Linked DNA regions of Urocitellus parryii: region 1 is linked to region 2. A link is a contact called in public Hi-C data. All regions are on one chromosome and are shown on one strand. Each heading gives the region's core, a stretch centred on a gene start, on an enhancer-like site or on the middle of the called end of the contact. The rest is flanking DNA. Distances are from core to core; before and after follow the strand shown. Region 1 holds the start of Hoxc5 (homeobox C5). Region 2 holds the start of Smug1 (single-strand-selective monofunctional uracil-DNA glycosylase 1).

Region 1 (6,317 bases), core at 3,626-6,125, 150 kb after region 2:
TTATATATGATGTAAATATATTGTGGGTTTGTCAGCTCTCCCTACACCATAAAACTTGGTTTAATGACATCACGTGGTCCCCCAAGAGCCACTCACGGGCTTGCCTTCGGGCCATTCACATAAATAACCTCCAAAAGTTTCAAACTCCTAAATTCACATAGAAGCTGTGCCTATTTTTCTAATGCTCAGTTACACTAAAAAGCCCTCGTGCTTCTTTTTTGCCCCACCCCCACACCCCCCCTTGCAGGGTGAGGAGGGGAGAGAGGGTGGATACTTATTTATTTATTTACTTACTTAGTTACTTGCTTACTTATTTCCATAAGGACCTGTCGCCTTCGTGGTCGTGTTGATATTTTTTCTTCCTATTTTTTTTCCTCCTCTCTCCTCTAATTGCTCAGAGTGGGCCGTGTCCCCTCTTCCCACTCCCCCGGGAAGGTAAGTCATGCTTCTTCCCCTTCTTTCTGGCTGCCAGAGTGGGTGGGTTCCAGGGAAAAGTGGAGAGGCAGGCTTGATGGTCTCCTTTTGGGACCCAGAAGCCCCTTCACTTACTCCTCCAGAGCAGTGCCAGACCCTGGTACCTAGAGATTGTTCCAGGAGGCTGGCTGGTGGGGCAGCTTCCTCTGGACCCTAAGCAGAAGCTTCTGCTCAGGGGGAAAACAAGGGTCTGGGCCTCACCCACCCCCAGTGCAGGGGAGTAGATCCAAGGCCTGTGGCTCCTCTGCCGCTGCTGGCGCTGCTGCCGCTAAAGCTGAGACTGGGCCTGGTTGCAGGCCTGCAGGCTGTGACAGGAGGGAAGAGAGCAGGCATCTCCCCAAGCCTGGCCACGCTGAGGCAGTCCTTCAGCTCCTTCAGGGAAGGAGAGGCCCAGACCCTGCTGGGAAGAGGCGGACAGTGCCAGAGGGAACTGGTGCACCTTGCCTGGTGGGTTTGAGCAACATTGTCCCCAGTCCCAGTAAAACCCTTGGTTCTCCCCTGGTCTATCTCCTGGGGAGGAAGCATAGGCCCTCTGCAGCCTGGGAGGCTGGTGTGGGTGAGTGCAGGCGACATTGCCTCTTTCTTAGTTAACTGTTACCCACCGGAGACGCCAGTGCTTCTTCATGCTTCACTGCTTGCCCAATAGTTTTACTCAGCATGGAGAAAAAATTAAAATAACTCCCTGAAGAAAATTACACATTTTATTTCAGAGAGGGTGGAGAGGGAGAGAGAGAGAGAGAGAGAGAGAGAGAGAGAGAGAGAGAGAGAGAGAGAGAGAGAAAGAAAGAAAGAAGAGTAGAGTTAGTGCTGGTGGGCTGGGCTGACCCTCTGTGCAAGTTGAGAGATATCACTGGTGCTCTAACCAGGCCTGAGTGCAGTATGAAGGGGAAGGGTAATAGCAATGGGTGCTAATCATGGGGTGAATAAAAGCTCTTGGGTCTTCTAAAAATGATGGACTGGTAGCCTAGACAGTAGGATGCAGCAAAGTCAGTCCTTATAATAAATCCAACTAGCATCAGCATTACTAATCATAAATATTCCCCCTGCCCCTCCCCAGAGCGCCTCTGCTCCCTTCCTTCTTGGCTGTCAGAGCAGCCCCTTAGCCCAACTCCAGAACCCCACCCCACCAGTGCAGGGGGCCTAGGCTAGGCTCCAGGAAATCACCCCATTGTGGGAGGTGGGAGAGGAAATGCAGTAAAGTTTTATAGACCCTTTTCACATTTGTTTCTCCTATAAAGTGCTTCCTCCCCCAATTCATCCCAGGAGCCTGGAGGAGAGAAGAGCAGAGCCTAGGCCCAGACCAGACTCAGAGACCACCTGAATTAACTGCCTTTCCTCTCCCTAGAGGCTACTCTCCCTCTTCACACAAAATCTGAGCCTGAGATAAATGATGGCAAAAAGACATGACACTGGCACTGGTCTATACAACTCTTATCCCACTTAATTGTTCTGCATAGCCCTAGACCTCCTAGGAGGAGAGGGAAACCACTTGCACATTTCCTGCCAGTCAGGTATACACTGCATATTGCTCTCCCTTTCATCTCCCCAGCATCTTAGAAAGCTGAAGTACACCTAAGTCAAATTCCCCAGCACCACTTTGTCCAGCAGTACCAACTCTCTGGGAGGTCCTTCTGGAGCCAAGTGGGTCCTTAGACTAGGGGCTCAACCCTCTTATGTCCAGTAAAGCCCCAGGACCACCTAGCCCTAGGGAGATCTTCAGAGACCTATAAGGGCCTGAGTCTGAGCACGGCGGAGCCACTGATCCTCCCTACACATCAGCTCTGGTGTGGAATGAGGGATACTGCCAGTCTAGAAGTCTCAGATACACCCAGCCAAGGGGGGAATGAATGTAGAGGCCTGAATACCCTGGGTAGCCACTGCATGGGAAAATGCCAGTATGGGAGGACCGGGTGCGCTCCTCTTCCCTGGAGGTCCTTCTTGGAGCTAAGAATCAAGAAAAGAACTCACGTTCACTTCCCTCTTCTTGCTGTCCCTAGAAGCACCTAAAAATAATTTTTTTTTTTTTTAAGGAGAGGCTTAAAGACTGTAGGCCTCCCCTAACCCTCACAGCTCATTTTGACACTTTGCCCCAGTACATGCCCTAAACAGACAGGAGCCACTGCGTCTTTAGTCCTGTTCTCTCTTGGTCTTTATTTGATATGACAAAATATAGTTTCAGGAAGAACCCCGGAGTCAATAAATAGTTGGGCAAGAGCGATGGAGCAGGAGGGAAAGAAAGTCATGGCAGGAACTGTGGGATGGCATGGAGCCTCTGGGATCACTTGCTGGGGTCCTGTGGCAGGAAACCCCAATAGCTGAGCTAGCTAGGGGGTTGGGGCTGCGGACCTGAGAGGGCATGCAGCAGGCTCGGATTGGGTAGGCTCCCAGTCTTTTTTTTCCCCCGGGGAGAGGTTTGGAGAGGATAGGGCAACCAAGAGGACCCTAAGGCCATGTTCAGTCATCTCCCCCTTTCATATGCAAATCATTAATAAGTGAAGACCGAGTTTAGTCGCTATAAGGAATCGCCCCGATTCTGGCAAGAGACTGCCAGGCATAAGCACTCTCACACCAGCTTGCAGCCGCCTGGCCCGCCTAACAAGGAACAAAGGAAAGCTCAAGGCCAGAGGTCGGGTCGAGGGTCCTGTGGCCGGGCCCACCTTAACTCAGGCGGGCCACTCTGGGGCAAAGAGCTGAAGAAGCCGCCCAGGCTGAGGTTTGTTCAGCACCAGCCTGCGGTGTGCCGCAGCCCTCTGGGGAGGCCCTGCAGAGTTTGCCCTGGGCCCTGAATGTCCAGCTAAGCTGAGCTCTGAGCTGAGCTGAGCTGAGGGGAGATGGGGCAATGCCGGCAGCCTGGCAGGAACCCTGGGTTGGTGGGGATACAGAATGCCAAGGAAAAAGCGCTTGTCTGTGAGGCCCGGGAGCCAGTACTCCAGCCCCTGACCCACCCAAAAATATAGAGAGAAAACCGAAAGAAAAGGCGCGAGGAACCCAAGCCGGCTGGGGTGATCTCTGCGGGCCTCCCCACTGCCTCTAAAGAGCCTCTTTGCTTTTCATTTTGGAATCTTTCTTCCACTTCATCCTGCGGTTCTGGAACCAGATCTTGATCTGTCTCTCGTTGAGACACAAGTTGTTGGCGATCTCTATGCGCCTGCGGCGAGTGAGGTAGCGGTTAAAGTGGAATTCTTTCTCGAGTTCCAGAGTCTGGTAGCGCGTGTAACTGGTTCGGGACCGCTTGCCGTCCGTCTCTGGAACATAAATCCCCCCAAGCCAGGAAGGGGTGAATAGCGTGCAGCGCCCCAGCGTCCCATCCCAACCCCAGGCCCCCACCCGCGGCCGGAGGGAGAGGAGGCGAGAACCGCCAGACAGGCCCGGTGGGCCGCAGGCGGGCCGACCCAGCCCAACCTAGCCCCGGGAGAGGCGCCTCCGCCCAGGCAGGAAACTTTCCACCGCAGCCTTCACTCAGCAGTCGGAGGGGCTGAGGGGGGGTGGGGGGAAGAGGGAGACCCAGGCTCGGACCGAACAATAAGCACCCTCGAGATCCGGGCACCGGGGACCCCCCTCCCGCCCCTCCCGAGTCGCTGGAATCCGCCGGAGCCGCGAGCGCCGGCCGAGCCGGCTCCGCAGGGGAGGGAGGGAGGGAGCCGCGGGGGGATCCCCGCTCTGGAGCCCCGCGCTCCTCACCCTTCAGATCCCTCTATTTTTTTAACTCCCTCCCTCTCCCCCAAAAATTGAATATTGCCTTTTATACACGTTTTGTTCCTATGATCCAATTATGTCGTCGTAAATTTGGGCGCACACAGCCTCTAAGCCTTTTAGTGGACAGTTTTACGAGCCATTGATGCCTGGATCGTAAAATTTATGGCCGCAGGTTTTTTTTCTTTATTTGCCCCGCATGGCCTATAAAACCCAGGCGGACCCGAGCGCGCAAAATGAAGTCCTAAAGTTTACCGTGGCTCATGTGCAGTTTGGTCATCCACGGGTAAATCTGTGGCGGGGCCGGTGGCTGGCTCAGTCCGGCGGGTTGCCCTGTCTGCGCCTGCTCCTCTTTGATCTCCCCACTGCTCTTAGCTCGCTCCTCCAGCGCCGGGCGAGCTGCCTTCTGACTGTACATCCCGGGGTTCAGAGGAGCCGCTTCGTCTCTGCCCAGAGCGTGTCCCGGAGCGGCCGCGGCGCTGCAGGCGGGGCGGTCGGGGTGAGCCCGGGGGTTGGCAGCCATGTCTACCCCGTGGAGAGAGTTGGAAGGCGCAGGCGGTGGGAAAGTGATGCTTAAGTCCAATCCGCCGTAGCAGTACCTGGATGCCTGCACCTCTGAGGCCGATCCATAGTTCCCACAAGTTTGCATGTTATAGGCAGGGATATTGGGGCTCTGCTTATAGAATGAATTGGCTACGTAGGAGCTCATGGCGGGGAGGGCCCAAAAAAAATTTCTGCACCCTTTTTGATTAAGGGTGATTTGTGACTCTTTGAAGTTGAGGGGTTTTTTGTTCTCCAAAGTGCACAATTTATAGGTGGAGATATCTCTTTCTTTATCCTATGCGCTCTTCCCAAATAAGGGAGCCTTAAATAGAGTCACGTGACTCGCACGGCCACTCATAAATTTGGCTTGATGACCTCCGGGAGGTTAGTGATGGAAGCCGGCGAAACGCATCTTGATATGTTGGCAAAGCCCAAGCAAGGGGGAGAGGGAGTGAGAGAGAGAAAGAGAGAGAAGGGGGAGAGAAAAAAAAAAGGTTCTTGGAATTGGGGGGTAGCCGTGACAACGAGCCCACAGCGACACCTGGTGTCTACATGGAAGAATTGCATCCTGAAGCTCTGGTCGCCTTCTGGCAGCTGGATTTTTCTACCCTGTGGAGAAGCTGGTTGTAGCTGCAACAAATCCCTGAGCTGGCCTTTTAAATTCTATTTAAATTTGAGAAAAGATAAGGTCCCATTTAAGATACACAGAGGTGCCTTTTTAATAGATAGTCCCATTCTCCCTTCCTCCAGGGCCTTCCAAACTTTAAAAATGGATGAGGAAAGGGGAATTTAGGTAGTGTGGCTGGCTCCTGTCTAGGTTGGAGAACCAAGGGGGCTTATCTCAAGTTTCCTAAACCAAAGGTCGAGGTCCCTTGCCTGCAAGGCCCCAAGGCCCCAAGGCCCCAGTACTACTGAGGAGGTACCTAAAAATATGGGAAAGTAGACTCCTTGGGAAAGGTGGACAGAATTCCCAAGAGGAAGGGGTCCTGGATGGGCAAAACTAGACAGGAAGGTCATGAGGCTGAGAGTTCTGGAAATTCTCTGGAATGAACCTGGAAGTAAGATGGTAGATAGACTTGGGTAGACCTCATCATGCCAGGGACCCCAAAGTGACAATAAGGCAGTTTTCAAAGTGTGCCTGTGTGTGTATGCAGAACCGGACACAAATGGGTGGGAGGACTTTTCCCTGTGTGTGATCCTCATGTACTACTCATGCCAGATATTTTAGAAAGAAAATAGATGCTACTAGAAAGCATGGAGAAGCAAAATTCAAGCCTCCACAATTATTATCTAAGCAAAGAGATCTTTCCTTTGGTGCTTTTCCAGGCTTTCCAGGAACCTGAATCCAGAAGGCCCACAGGAGAGCAATTTCTTAGCTCTTCAGAGGCATGGAGAGGACCCGGCTGAGGGGGCTGGCAGAGCAGATGCCTGGGCAACATTGGCAGCCTTTGGCCAAGGTCTCTGCAGCCCTTCTGCCCCTTCCTCTCCTCTCCTAGTCCCAAGTCTTACTCTTTCCTGCTTGCTCTTTCTCCCCAGGAAATCTCCGCCTCTGTCAGGAGAAGCCCCCCTTCCCGCAGGCGGAGGCGCTGGCGGGGATTTGGAGAATC
Region 2 (6,229 bases), core at 2,329-4,828:
GCAAAGCGTTAAGTACCTTACGTAATTGAGTCATTTCATCATCATTACAGAAGATACACTTTACAAAAATTATCCCATTACATAGCTGAAATAACTGAGGCCCAGAGGAATTAAGTAAGTTGCCCAAGGTCACCCCTAGGAAGTGGCAGGGCTGGGATACAGATACAGGTGGCCTGATGTCACAGCCCATTCTTTTTCCTCTTCAATGCTCTTTTAAGGTTTGTCTGGCTGAGAGAGGGTCCAGGGTAGTGGAGTTGGGAAGGTGGCTACCCTGGAAATTAAATATCAGAACTCCCTTCAGGGTTCCCCAGGGAGCTGACCAGGACGACACCTGGTCGTCCAGGGAGGGGAAAGTATGGCTTCACTTTCTCCAATATCCAATTTCTGTTTTCTGCAAGCAGAGGTCCTGCTGCTAAGCCTTCTCCACTGGAGAAGCATGGAGGCAGGAGAAGAGCTGAACAACCTGTCTAGAAGCTGGAGCTGGGAGTCAGAGCTAGGACCTCCAGAAGCCGATAGATGGCGCTCGTGGCCCAACACAGCCCCAGTAGCCCGAGAAACTGAAGGGAAACCGGGAGCTTGTTAACCCCTTCCCCACCGGGCTCAGGGCTGAAAAGCAGACTAGGGAGCCGCCGGGGCCCCTCCCAGCCCAGGTGACCCAACTCTGCAGCTTCTTTCCCAGGTCACAGCCTAAGCCTGTTTCTGCTTCTGCCCTGAAGGTCCTATCCTTCCCAGAGGGCCAGGAGATTAAGAAATGGATAAGGGTGAGTGGAGGGCCCGCCTAAGCCCATGTTTCATCTTTTGGGCTCTCTCTGTTGAAAGTTTCTGGGTCTCTGCTTCTAAGCACCTTCACTTTAGGAGACTTCCTCACCCCGACCTTCCCTGAGAGACCTACCAGGTGGTGAGAAGCAGCAGGGGTTAGAGATAGAAAGGGCCCCCAGATCCCTTTGGGGTCAACTGTGGTAACTCCCTGTGGACTGCTCAAGCCTTGTCTTTCTGGCGGGGAGGTCCTGGGGATTGAACTCAGGGGCACTCAACCAATGAGCCAAATTTCCAGCCCTATTTTGTATTTTATTTATTTTTTAAGGTTTGTCGGGCTGAGAGAGGGTCCAGGGTAGTGGACATTAGGTAGGGTATTTAGAGACAGGGTCTCACTGAGTTGCTTAGTGCATCACTGTTGCTGAGGCTGGCTTTGAACTCTCAAGTCTCCTGTCTCAGCCTCCTGAGCCACTGGGATTATAGGCATGTGCCACCGTGCCCGTCACCTCAGCCTCTCTTTATATCTGGACTCCCTATCTCTGAGTTTCCTGGGGTGGATAGGCTTTAGGGACCGAAAGAGTTATCTAATTCTTCTAGGAAGTTGAAATCAGGGGAAGGGGCTCTTGGGAGTTATCTCCTTGCTTGTTACTCATTTTACCCATTATTGTCCTGCCAGAGGCAGATTTGGAGTGGCGAGGGGATGCCAGGATGATAAAGTGTGGAGTGTGAAGTGTGAGGCAAGCGGGTGGCAGAGGGTAAGGTGGGAAGGAGGGTGTCTAAGGGATAGTGGAGATCCTAGAATACTTTTTAAATATATATTTTTAGATGTTGATGGGCTTATTTTATTCATTTATTTTATGTGGTGCTGAGAATCGAACCCAGTGCCTCACACACGCTGGGCAAGTGCCTTAACACTGAGCCACAACCCCAGGCCGATCCTAGAATTCTTAAACAGTGAGATGACACCACAGTGAAGTCCCTCCTCCCCTTATTTTTGTTCCGAAAAACACAAATGCATAGATATGAGGAGACAGCAGAGCCTGTTCTAGAAGCTTCCTCTTACTTCAGTCATTCCAAAGAAAAAAGCAAAGATAGGGAGATATACACAGAAGGTGACAGAGTCACACAGATACAGAGAGGAAGTTGAATAAGAAGCTAGAGATAGTGATAAATTTACATAGGCAGAGAGACGCAAAGACCCAGAGTCGGGGAGAATCTGGTACACATTAAGGCTCAGGAAATAATGGATTTCATGAGGTGGATGATTAATTCAGTTTCCAAAGTCTTGCAGGGGTAGGGATGGTTTCTCACCTCAATGTCAGAGGGTCACTGCTTATAGCTCCCTGAAGCTCCTGCTGTACCCATTAAGTTTTCGTCTGTTGATGGGCTTGAAAAAGGGGTAGCATCCTTGTTCACTCATTTCTTCCTGTTCTTGGGTTCACTGGTCTCCTGCCCTCTGCCCACAGGGAGACATTTCTTTGGTGTTCAGAGTCCTGGTTATGCTCAGACATGTGTGCAGGGGTGGGGGTGGGAGGAATTCAGAAGATAATTATCCTTAGGGGGTTTCTAGATTAATGAAAGTCTTATAATTAGGACACAGAAACAAATCTGGATAGAGGACAAGAACAAAACTATGAATTGAACAGATTCGGACATTGGTACACTGTACATTGGTACAACTGGATGAGGAGGTGGGGGAATGGATTATTAGGTGCAGCTATGGGATTAGGATTGATCAGGGAAGGCTTCTGGGCAGAGTATTCAAGAGGGAAGATTTGGAAAAGGGAGATTTGATGGTTAAACTTGTATGTCCACTTGCATGGACAGGGATACCCAGACAGTTTGTAAAATATTATTTCTGTGTATGTCTGTGAGGGTATTTCTGAAAGAGGTCCGCTTTTGAATTGGTAGACTGTCAAAAGATCATCTTCATCAATGTAGCTGGGCATCATCCAATCTCTTGAGAGTCCAATAGAACAAAGGTAGAGGAAGGGCAAATTTTCTCTCTTTATGAGATGGAATCTCCATTTCTCTTGTCATTGGAGACCTGTCTGAAGGCCTTGGCTCTCAGGCCTTCAGGTTCTGGGACTTACATCAGCAAGCTTCCCTGCAACTCCCCCATTCAGACTTGGACAGAATGACATCACCAGCTTTCCTGATTCTCCAGCTTACAGAAAGTTCATCAGCAGATGGTGGAACTTCCTGGCCTCTGCAGTCCTGGTACCCAATTCCAATAGCAAATCTACTCATATAGATAAAAAGATAGCCTATTGGTTCTGTTTTTCTGGGGGAACCCTGACTAACATAGAAGATTATAGGGCTAGGCAGACAGCATAGGAGAAGAAGGAGAAAAGTCAAAATGGTAAATCTATAAGAAGGGTTTGTACAGTAATGGGGGACGCTTATTGCCAAAGAGTTGTGAGGAGATGCCAGAAATGTCTTGGTACGTATTCTATATATAGTAATGGCTCCTGGAGGACTGAAAAGGAGAGCTCATACCTGGAGCAGCAGGGGGACTGGAAATGGTCTTTAGCCACTGTCAATACCCTCAGATGGGTGAAGGACTGGGAATAGTTGGAGCTTCCTGATAGTTGTGAATGAATTTTAGAGTTAGGACCTTACAGAGCCCGGCCCCTCACTTTTCAAGACTTCTTGATTCAGCCCTGATGATAGGAATAAACTACAATTCCCAGCGGCGCTTAGAATTATTTTAGCGCGCCTTCCGGGGATTTGTGCATTTCCGGCGGAAGTGGCTCAGGCTAAGCCAATCGCCTCCCCTATATAGTTTAGACTACGACTCCCACTGCCCTTTTCGCCGGGCGTGGGGGGGACAGGAACCGGAAACAGATGGGGAGCTGGTCCAGGTGAGGGAGCGGGAGGCCGGGAATCTGGGGCGCAGGGGGAGGCTGGGGGCTCTCAGGGCCCTTGGGGCGGAGCCGAGCGGGTGGTCCGAGTGTCTGTTCTTTGGGGCCTTGGCTCCGTCTGAAGCCTGCTCCGGCGCAGGGGCAGCAGAGCCGGGGGAACCGCCTGGGAGGCCTGCGGGATCAAGGCTTTCCCGTCGGGCGGAGCCCGCGGGTGCAGGCAGAGGTTTTGTCTCGTGCTGCTGTCGTCTGCCTCTTCGGAACCAGAAAGAGAGGTGAAATAGCCTTTTTGAGTCCATGCTCTAATTTTTTGGTTTAAGGGTTTGCTTATTTTCCCTATGGATTCCTGGAGTGCCTGCAAGGGGCAGGGTGGTGGCTAGTGTCTTGGACTTCTAATAAACTTCCTCGACTTGATTCCAATCTGAAGTCTAGCGTTGGTGGCCACACTCATCTCCGCTGCCTTTGCACTTAATATAATTTGACATGGACTAAAAAAAGGCTAGAATTATCAAATCCTTCCTTTGGGCTCCTGTAATGTTCTGTACAGGATGTTAAAGCTCAAGTTATACTGGCTTACTGTTAGTTGTTTCTCTGTCCTCTCACAGTACTTTATGTCTTACTGAAAGCCTGAATTTCATTTGAATTTCTTCCCCACCAAGAGAGCCATAGTGCCTGTCACATAAAAGATTCAAATATAGGGAAAAAATTAACAGCTGGTAATAGATTGATGGCATATGTGATTTTCATAGAGGAGAGTTAAATGCCTTGCTCAAGAGCACATTCTTAAAAATGAATGAACTGATGATAGACAGTTGACTTCTACCCTGTCTTCCTATCAGATCAGGCATTGAAACTCTGGAACACTGAAAATAAGGGCTTGTCACTTTTGCATACCCCATTCTTGCTGTCTTCAGCTCAGACCTCTAAATGCAAAGGTCTCTAGATCCAGCTTAGACTTCAGAGACATCCTAGAGTTAGAGCAGTTATCCTTTAATGTTGCAAAGCACGGTAACCTGAATCATTTGCACTTATCACACCTTTTCACCTTCCATATGAGCCACATGGACTGATCAGTTAAAGACTTCTGTGATCAGTCTTGAAAACTTCTTAAGTTGGGCCTCTGAATTTTTTTCTTCTTTTTCCACTTTTCCTAGGCTAGGATCAAAACACAACAACTTGATCTGTCAACCTATTGTGTCAATCTTGAAACATCAACCTCATCTGGGGAAGAGGTTGTACTTGACTTGTCTGGAGATTGAAAAGGAATAGTCCCTGCCCTGTGGGAGGCCCACATGTGATGGAAACACACCCAGAGCCTGGAAAACTGTGAGAAGCAAGCAGAGTGCCAAGTAAGCAACTGAGCTTTGAATGAACTGATGATAAAGAAGCAGAGAAGAGTTGGTTAGCACTGGTTCCCCGGCGATGGGCTTGCCTAGCATGTGCAAGGCCCTGGGTTCAGTTCCTAAACACCACAAAAACTAAAGTAAAACACACACACACACACACACGCACACACACACACACATACATATACCTTTTTTTTTTTTTATACTGGGGATTGATCTCAGGGGCACTTGATCACTGAGCCACATCCCCAGCCCTATTTTGTGTTTTTTTTAGAGACAGGGTCTCATTGAGTTGCTTAGTGCCTTGCCATTGCTGAGGCTGGCTTTGAGCCTATGATCCTCCTGCCTCAGCCTCCTGAGCCACTGGGATTACAGACATGCGTCACTGCACCCGACCATATACATTTTAAAAAAAGGGTACAGATGTTGTTCAGTACTTGAGTGCTTGCTAAAGGCTCAAGGCCTGGGTTTGATCCCTAGCATGTGTGTGTGTGTGTGTGTGTATACTCATAAAATAATGGTTCTTTGGTAGAAGGTATTTTATTCTTTTTAGTGTACATGACAGTAGAATGTATTTTGACATGTTATACATACATGGAGTACAACTGATAGAAGGTATTTTTAAACAAGATTGGTAAAGTAAGGATGGCCAGCACTGAACAAGTGTTTGTTGAGTACTTTATAAGGACCAGGACCTTGAATTATGGAGGGAAATTGAACAGGGCCTGGCTTATTACCTACCAAAGCCTAATTGGGGAGGCAAGGTGTGAATTTGTGAAGACTCCACTAAGCATGGTGACATGCCTTCACTAACCATCAGAATCACCTTGTTTAAAATGCAGATACTCAGGCCTCACATTCTCCCTTCTTGTGTGTGGGGTTGGGAATCTATGGCAAATTCCCCAGTGTTCTGATGAGATAAGACTTTATGAAAGGGTGGTTTGAGCTTCATTTTGGAGGCTGGGTATCATTTGGATATGTGGAGGGATGGGAAAGTCATAATCCAAGTTGGACTGGATGGCTATTGAATGATGTCTGGTTAACTCAAGGAATCTATTTGGTTGGGATTTTAGTAATGGCATGTGCATGGTTTTGGTAGTTTTGGTAGGGAAGCCATTTTGTAATTGTAAGTGGAATGGTCAGTTTGGAACAGTGGGTTTGGATAGGAATGCTGGGAAGGAATGGCTTGCAATTAACTCCCTTTTCTTCCCTCTTTCTCCCATTCCTCTGCTCACCTATATATAACATCTCATTTCATCCTTATAA

What was found. A called contact is a pair of places that touch in the nucleus more often than the background predicts.
Region 1: a Hi-C map of muscle shows a contact between it and region 2, with 5 times the contacts expected there. The contact joins the promoter of Hoxc5 here to the promoter of Smug1 in region 2. A contact is called at or near these places in 2 of 2 Hi-C or Micro-C datasets (liver and muscle).

Annotation. Positions count from the first base shown.
Region 1 is chr5:62,516,853-62,523,169 of mUroPar1.hap1, forward strand. It overlaps Hoxc5 (homeobox C5), which reads right to left and starts at 4,876. Exons shown (of 2, transcript XM_026398715.2): 1 at 4,423-4,876; 2 at 2,570-3,719. The coding sequence starts at 4,876. The coding sequence ends at 3,505.
Region 2 is chr5:62,371,407-62,377,635 of mUroPar1.hap1, forward strand. Smug1 (single-strand-selective monofunctional uracil-DNA glycosylase 1) reads left to right here and starts at 3,579. Exons shown (of 4, transcript XM_026398794.2): 1 at 3,579-3,620; 2 at 4,772-4,966.